Regions from separate parts of the Sus scrofa genome. Here region 2 is linked to region 1. Evidence: chromatin contacts called from public HiChIP or PLAC-seq data. All regions are on one chromosome and are shown on one strand. The core of a region is the stretch at or near the end of the contact, and the rest is flanking DNA. Distances in the headings are between cores, read along the strand shown. Region 1 holds the start of ZFP1 (zinc finger protein 1 homolog). Region 2 overlaps ZNRF1 (a long non-coding RNA gene).

The links. HiChIP or PLAC-seq counts read pairs in DNA pulled down with a chosen protein or histone mark.
Region 2: a contact with region 1 is called in an H3K27ac HiChIP or PLAC-seq map of skeletal muscle. The contact joins the enhancer-like site here to the promoter of ZFP1 in region 1. A contact is called at or near these places in 1 of 5 promoter capture datasets (liver), 20 of 47 Hi-C or Micro-C datasets (alveolar macrophages, blood, embryonic fibroblasts and 8 more) and 2 of 2 datasets of contacts at active chromatin or transcription factors (alveolar macrophages and skeletal muscle).

What each region holds. Positions count from the first base shown.
Region 1 is chr6:12,547,444-12,551,319 of Sscrofa11.1, forward strand. ZFP1 (zinc finger protein 1 homolog) reads right to left here and starts at 2,033. Exons shown (of 5, transcript XM_013998178.2): 1 at 1,937-2,033. LDHD (probable D-lactate dehydrogenase, mitochondrial) reads left to right here and starts at 655. Exons shown (of 11, transcript XM_021093784.1): 1 at 655-809; 2 at 1,319-1,431; 3 at 1,687-1,828; 4 at 2,052-2,193; 5 at 2,328-2,487; 6 at 2,748-2,947; 7 at 3,035-3,163; 8 at 3,240-3,367; 9 at 3,752-3,842. The coding sequence starts at 738.
Region 2 is chr6:12,603,820-12,607,716 of Sscrofa11.1, forward strand. The region is part of intron 1 of ZNRF1 (a long non-coding RNA gene); the gene reads right to left. It also overlaps the pseudogene LOC100736686. Among named protein-coding and RNA genes, the nearest start is that of ZFP1, 56 kb to the left of the region's middle. Within about 2 kb of position 2,387, at least 26 of the 83 cell types and tissues checked have an H3K27ac peak or open chromatin away from gene starts, as enhancers often do. A contact at or near this core is called in alveolar macrophages, fetal liver, liver and 3 more, where this site is marked.

The DNA of each region.
Region 1 (3,876 bases), core at 783-3,282:
TTGAACTAACCAACTGTAAAAGAGATTTTTTTTGAGATAAGCCAGCTAAACACATTGAGAGTGAAATGTGAACTCATTCAAATGCGGCTGGGGAGAAGGACCCAAGTGGGAGTTTGTATTCCTAGTTTGATTCCTGGGGGGGAAAAAAAAACAACAAAAAAAAATAGCCAAGCTAGAAATAGCTTTATCTCAGTAATGTTAGCAACACACGTCTTCAAATTTGCTGTGGGAGGAAATCTGAGCTTGAAATAGTTTCAAAAGTAGCAGCCACATCTCTCCGCACAATTCTGGGATATGCCCAGTGGGAGAGTGGAGACAAAGGGATGCAATAGTCTTTTCCTTCACTTATCTGGTGAACCGTTGCTCATCCTTAAAGTGCTCCTCTTCCAGGAAGTCCTCCTGGCTTGCCTCACTGCCCTGCCCCAAACCATCCCCCAAGAGCTTCCCTGTGCTTCCCTCCTCATACCCTCCATCTAACTGTGACAGTGGATCTGGGACTTGCAAGGTGAGAAAGGGCAAGGGTGTGTGCCAAACCCCAGCCTGGATGGAGGGTAAGTACACAGTCTTAAGCCAGCAAGTGGCCTCTGTTGTTTCCCTTTATGCTTAGTAAGCTCCGCCTCTCCTTTAAGGAGTGGACTCCGAGGTCTGGCGGGGCCACCTTAAAACGGCGCCACCTTAAGCAGCCCTGCCCCCAGCAGAATTACTAGGCTGGGGTGGCTGCTGGCTTCTGCCCAGCTATGGCCTGCCTGCTCCGGGCTGCAACCTGGCGGCTGTTCCCCTGGAGGGGCTACTGCTCCAGGGGGACACAGGTAGGTGGGGGGGGGGCTTGGAGGCTGGGGACCCTATGCCAAGTTTCCGCCAGGCTCTGTGCTGCTCCAGCAACCCGGAGACTTTGGGCAAAGAATCACCCACCTGGCTCACATCCCTTCCACCCAACCCCCACCCCGGGTCAAATGTGGGTACTGAGTAAAGTAGGCCCAGGCCCCCACAGCTGCCATGAGTGGGGCTGGGGGGTTTCAGCTGGAAGGTCTGTGGACTCCACAGGGACGCTTTGGGGCTTAAAACAGCGCTTGGGCAGCAAGGAGCTGCGTTCTAGGCCAGGCCCTGTCTCTGACTTGCTGGCCTCGTTTCCCCATCTGTAAAATGGGACGAAATCCACGGAAGGGCTCTGAGAGCCCCATGAGCCCCTGGCCGAGGCAGCATGGAGGTGTGGGTGCCTCTGTTCACGGGCCATTGAAGCGCCACTCTGACGCCTCCCCCTGGCCGGATGGCCTCTGGCGTCTTTGAGAGACCCTGCCAGGGTGTTTGTCCCCTGCAGGGCGAACTCAGCAAAGGCTTTGTGGAGGCTCTGAAGGCAGTCGTGGGAAGCCCGCACGTGTCTACCGCCGCTGCGGTCCGAGAGCAGCACGGGCGCGATGAGTCCTTTCACAGGTGGGAGGCCCGCCCCCATCAGAGCCCCTGGCTGAGAGCCAGGGTCCTGGGTTGTCTTCTGCGCCCACCCCCACCCCGCCCATCCGTTTCTGGGTGCTCTGGCCTTCTCCACCCCTCCTCTTCACCTCCAGAAGGGTGCGCTCTGCCCCTGGCCCACTGTGCAGCCTCAGGCCCTGCAATACCTCTGGCTGCTTCAAATTTGAGCAGGACCAGAGGGCACCACACGCCCCTAAGTGGCTGAGGGTCTGGTTGCAGGTGCCAACCTCCTGACGCTGTGGTGTGGCCCCAGAATGTGGAGCAGGTCAGCCAGCTGGCAGCCCTGTGCTATGACCAAGGCGTGCCCATCATCCCGTTTGGCACAGGCACCGGGCTTGAGGGTGGAGTCTGTGCGGTGCAGGTATGTATGGTGGCCTCCTCCCCTGGCCAGATCCTAGTCCCATCACACTTGCCACCCTGCCCTCTGCCTCCTCCACCACCCACGGCTAGCCAGCTCCAGCCTCCTTACCTGCCGTCTTGGGGCTCTGGTCTGGCTGCTGAGAGGTCGGCCACGAGCTGGGGTTCTCGGGTCTGTGTCCTGGGGAAAGACCTTGGTTAGCAAACGCTGGCACCCTTCCGGCCAGGGCGGTGTCTGCGTCAACCTGACCCACATGGACCGAATCCTGCAGCTGAATCTAGAAGACTTTTCCGTGTTGGTGGAACCCGGCGTCACCCGCAAAGCTCTCAACACCCACCTGCGGGACAGTGGTCTCTGGTTCCCCGTGGGTAGGCTGGGGCTCGAGGCCGTTCCTGGGCTGGGAGGGCTCCCTGGTGGCACGGGTGTTTCTGGGGCTTAGGGGGACCCCTCTGCCCATGGGCGCCTGCCCCAGGCTGCCTTCTGCCTGACCTCTGCCCCGCAGATCCGGGTGCAGACGCCTCTCTTTGCGGCATGGTGGCCACCGGGGCCTCGGGCACCAACGCTGTGCGCTATGGCACCATGCGCGACAACGTGCTGAACTTGGAGGTGGTGCTGCCTGGTGGGCGGCTGCTCCACACCGCGGGGCCCGGCCGGCACTTCCGGTGAGCGCCCTCTACCGGCAGCCACCGGGGCCTCTTGGAGAAGCGGGTTGTGAAAATGTCCGTGGGCCGAAAGTGAGGGTCCCAGGGTTTGCTCCCCCTGCTTGAGGCCGATTCGGGCTGTGCCAGGGAAAGGCTGCCTTGGTGGCAGTCTGCACCCGAGGGGGCCAGCGCAGACCTTGGGCGCAGCTCCCCACCTGGCTTCTGGCCAAAAATCCATAGTCTCGTGGCCTGGGCGCTCACCCTCATGTCCTCGGGCCTAGGAAGAGCGCAGCGGGCTACAACCTCACCGGGCTCTTTGTGGGCTCCGAGGGGACCCTGGGACTCATCACAGCCGCCACCCTGCGCCTGCACCCTGTCCCTGAGGCCACGGTGGCCGCCACCTGTGCCTTCCCCAGCATCCAAGCGGCAGTGGACAGCACTGTACACATCCTCCAGGCTGCAGTGCCTGTGGCCCGCATTGGTGAGCCAGGGACTGGGCAGTCCCCGTGGGCGCCCTGGAGGAGGTCTGGAAGGCTAGTCCTCACCTCATCGGACTTCTTGGTCCCAGAGTTCCTGGATGACGCCATGATTGACGCATGCAACAGGCACAGCAAGCTGAACTGCTGCGTGGCGCCCACACTCTTCCTCGAGTTCCATGGCTCGGAGCAGGCGCTGGCAGAGCAGGTGCAGCGCACAGGTGCACTGGGGTGCTGCGGGAGGGGGGCACGGGCTGCCCCGGAGCGGGGCCAGTGTCAACCCTCGACCTTCCACAGAAGAGATCACCCGGCACAATGGAGGATCCCACTTCTCCTGGGCCAAGGAGGCCGAGGAGCGCAGCCGGCTCTGGGCGGCGCGGCACAACGCCTGGTACGCAGCCCTAGCCCTGCGGCCCGGCTGCAAGGTGAGCGGGCTGGGGTGGACGTGGGAGCCTTTCCTCCGCCCTCTAGCCTGTTGTCCGGAGAAGCAGGCTGAGGGCACGGCTGACAAAACTGCCAAACCCTCAGCGGGGAGCCCCGGCCTCGAGCCAGAGAGAGGGCAGGCTTTCAGGAGGAAGCGGAAACTGCTAGCCAGCCGGAAGGGGAGGCTAGGCTCCAGGTAGCAGGTGCTTTGGGACCGGAACACAGCTGGGGATGGGGAGTAAGACGAGAGACTTGGGAGCACCTGCCGGCCAGTCACCTTGTTGCTGGAGGCTTAGAGCCAGCCCCCTGAACCCATTCGTAGCCTTGACCCCTTAGCTCCGAGCAGGTGGGATGGGGGGGGAGCTCACAGGCCGGCCTCAACTCAGGGCTATTCCACCGACGTGTGCGTGCCCATCTCCCGGCTGCCGGAGATCCTGGTGCAGACCAAGGAGAACCTGAAGGCCTCTGGACTCACAGGTGCTGCCGGCCCCCCGCAGAGTGGGTGGGGGAG
Region 2 (3,897 bases), core at 1,137-3,636, 57 kb after region 1:
TAAGGTTCTGAGCATGTTATTATAAATGAGATATAACAGGTCTGTCAAAGGAGGTTCTTTAAACTGTCTCGATTCTTTTGAAGTCACTGAACAGACATTTGCTTAGATCTTTCTAAGGAGTGTAACAGCGAGAACACTGATATTTTGTCAAGTCAAAACTATAACCTAATTTTATGTTTCTTTCACAGATTCACTTGGGGGAAATACAACATAAACCAGTGTCTTCCACTGTCTCAGCAGCCAGGCTCTTCGGAAGGGGAGCCTCCCCGAGGTAATACTACCCTTAGGCCAATTTTCATCAAAAGGCCTCGGCCAGGTGAGAAGCTGTGACAAAGCTGATTCCTTAAAGGCAACACTTTATTTTTTATTTTTTATTTTTTTTGTCTTTTTGCTATTTCTTTGGGCCGCTCCCGCGGCATATGGAGGTTCCCAGGCTAGGGGTCTAATCGGAGCTATAGCCACTGGCCTACGCCAGAGCCACAGCAACGCAGGATCCAAGCCGCGTCTGCAACCTACACCACAGCTCACGGCAACACCGGATCGTTAACCCACTGAGCAAGGGCAGGGACCGAACCCGCAACCTCATGGTTCCTAGTCGGATTCGTTAACCACTGCGCCACGACGGGAACTCCTAAAGGCAATACTTTAAACCAAGCTGGCGGAGGGATGATTAATTCTCCTAAGAAAGCTGGTGGAGTGGCGGTTAAACTCAGGTCCAGGAATCAACGGTGAAGTCCCACACTCTTCATGGCCTCTTCCCCAGTCTGACTGAGCCGTCACAAAGCCTGTGGGGTCCACGGCGCAGCTGCAGGTCTGAATTCATCAGGAGCCTTGAGGGGAGGTCACCCTGGGGCAACCTCATTGAGATCGTCTTGCCTCACTTTCTCAGCCTCCCCCTCACATAGTTAAAGACATTCCAGCAGCCGCACAGTATAGAGCAGAAATGAAGAGATGACCTCAGAAGTCTTGCCCGCAAACAAGGGTGCAGCCGGGACTAAAATCCAGGTGTCTGGACTCCTAAACTCTCCTGTGACGCTGGTGTGCGAGGGTGGAGTTCACGGTCCCGGTGCTCAAGGGCACAGAGAGAATTGAGTCATATAACCCTGCCCAAACACTCTACGCTGCTGGACTTGGTAAATGCAAAGAAGGGATGGGAGAAATAGAAGGCGGAGGGGAGGAGGCAGGAACAGGAAAGAACAGAAGCAGTACGACTTCCAAGGGGCAGATGAAAAAGAAACACAGCCCTGAAGGAGACAGGGTAGCAGTCAAATCTATCGGTGTTAAGATCTTTAGCCCATTTTAAAACTGATTTATGTGGATCTGGCTCAGTGGTTATCGAACCCGACTAGTAACCATGAGGTTGCGGGTTCGATTCTCTGGCCTTGCTCAGTGGGTTAAGGATCTGGCATTGCCATGAGCTGTAGTATAGGTTGCAAACACGGCTCAGATCTGGTGTAGCTATGGCTGTGGCATAGGCTGGCAGCTACAGCTCCGATTCAACCCCTAGCCTGGGAACCTCCATATGCTGCGGGAGCGACCCTCAAAAAAAGACAAAAGAAAAAAAAAAAAAAAAAAACTGATTTACGCAATTTCCAACCATTACGGGGACAATAAAAAAACTCAAAACTTCTGGCTCCAAATACTTTCTGTTCACATTAAGAACTGGGAAGATCAAGGGTACCAGAATGGCCGAGTGGCTAAGGCATTGGACTTAAGAACTGGGAAGATCAAATAAGACCTAAGAACAAACTTCAAGAACCCAGAGTCTTTTGATGGCAGAAAGGCTGGTTTCTAGGTGATCCAAGCCATTTCACCACAAACAAAAATAAAAAGACCAGTTTTCTCTGATACCCTCACAGTGTCAGAGATTTATTATGCTTCATCTTGATTTACTGTGCTGTTCTTTTTCAAATCCTACAGGTATGTGATGCCAAGCCTGCAACAGGAAAGGTAACCACCAAGTGTCTATAATGAGTCTTGGTGTCTAAAAAACGGTCCCAAGAGTGGGCTCTTCCTATGGCAGCAGGTCTGGGACATTTTGAGGGCTTCCTCTCCCAAAGGCTCATGCAAATGCTCACACAGCTGGAGATCAAGGCCTATATCTGCTCATTTACATCCAAACATGAAAAGCCTAGTGGGCAGCACCCCTGGGATGCTTTAGCTCGGAACCAGATCAAGGGTAAACCTCAATGCAGGTGTGCAGAAAATGTGGTACAACTTCTGGGTGAAGAGACTTGATTTATTTAAAGGAAAAAAGGTGAGTTCTCTGGGGCCCAGTGGACTATGGATCTGGAGCTGTCACTGCTCTGGCTTGAGTCACCACTGTGGTACGGGGTTTGATCCCCTGCCAGGGAACTTCCTTATGCTGCAGGCAAGGCCCGTTTAAAAAAAAAAAGGAGTAAAAAGTAAAAAAGGGAAGGGAACAATCTTCCTGGATTCCACCAGCCACAGCTGCACACAGAACGAGCATAAATAGTACTAGCTACTGCCATCTGACCACTTACCAAGCTACCAAACTCAATCCAAACGCTCGTGCCCAAAGCAGTGGTGTGAGATTTGCTGCCTGCTTGGGCTCAAGTGCAACAGGCAGGGTTGGGACCCCCACTTCCCAGCAGGGCTCCAACTGCCCTTCAAGTTACCCCCGTCTTGAACCATGTCTCTCACTCTTTTGTGAGGTCTTGGCCACTTTCCTTCCTCTTGTTTCCGCTGCCTGTGGTGGGGCTGGGCCAGCAAGTATGGGGAAATAATCCTTGGACTTAACTGTTACTGTGGAGTTATTCTCAGAGTGTCCTTTGCCACAATGCTACTGAAAGCCAAAAAAGGAAAAAGCTGTACACCACTGATGAGGACAGCCCACCTAAGAGGACAGCCCTAGGCTATCGTCAGATCTACAAACCCCTACAGAGAAAGAAAAGGCAAGCAGGGTCAAGCAGCAGGGGCAGAACAGAGGTTCTCCTCTCTCGGTCCCCACATCTGCTGAGGGGTTTACAACAGCGCTGGTCCCTACCCCTCCACACACAGCTAGAGGCTAAGACAGTAGATCCCAAGGCAGTCAGGCAGAACCAGATACTTTGCAAAGCGCCTGCAGGGGACCAACCCAAGGCCAATGGTGACAAATCCCTTGCGGATGAAGTTTTCACTTTCTCCTGTAAAGGTATTTTCCATTCTGCTTCCTAAGACTTTTGACTTTGGAACTAGAACTAGAAGGTTCAAAGGTGATGGAGACCCAGAGGAAGCACAGGCAAGACCAGCATCTGGTCATCCTGTTGCCCAGAGCCAACCAAGCTCCCACCCAGCTAAAGGAAGGCACTCTAGCCTCAAGACTGAGGGGTCTGTCTTCCTCTAGCCCCTCTCAATCCAGGACCAAATTAAGTCATTTTAAAAAATCTCCAGGTATTGATCTAACCTGGTGATTCTCGCTGAGCAAACAGTACAACAAAACTCTGTCGCCATCTATATTTGTACTGGAACAAGCCCACAACATTCTGTTTAGATCAGAAACCCACCTGGCACGAAAACACACAAAACGAGCACATGAGTTACATGGGAGTCAAAGGAGGGGGGGAAGGAGGAGGAGGCTGGCAGGGTGGAGACTTTCAAAGCAGCCCTGGAGCCACTGGGCTCTGAATGAAGGAAAACCCAGGAGATTCTGAACAAATCTGAAAGAAAATACAGAGGCGGACTCCGTAAGGAGAAATGTCACCATCACAAGCACCCTAAACCTTGAGTTCCAGCAACTCGGGTTCCTGAACGGGAGGATGCCATGGGACTGAAGGAAAGCACTGGGCCAGGCGAGTTTTCCTGAGAAAACGGGCAAGTTTAAAACAAAAGCCAGGGTCTAAGGGGTGGAGCCCAGCGGCATTCCCTCCCTACCCACCCCCCCGCCACAGCCGAGGC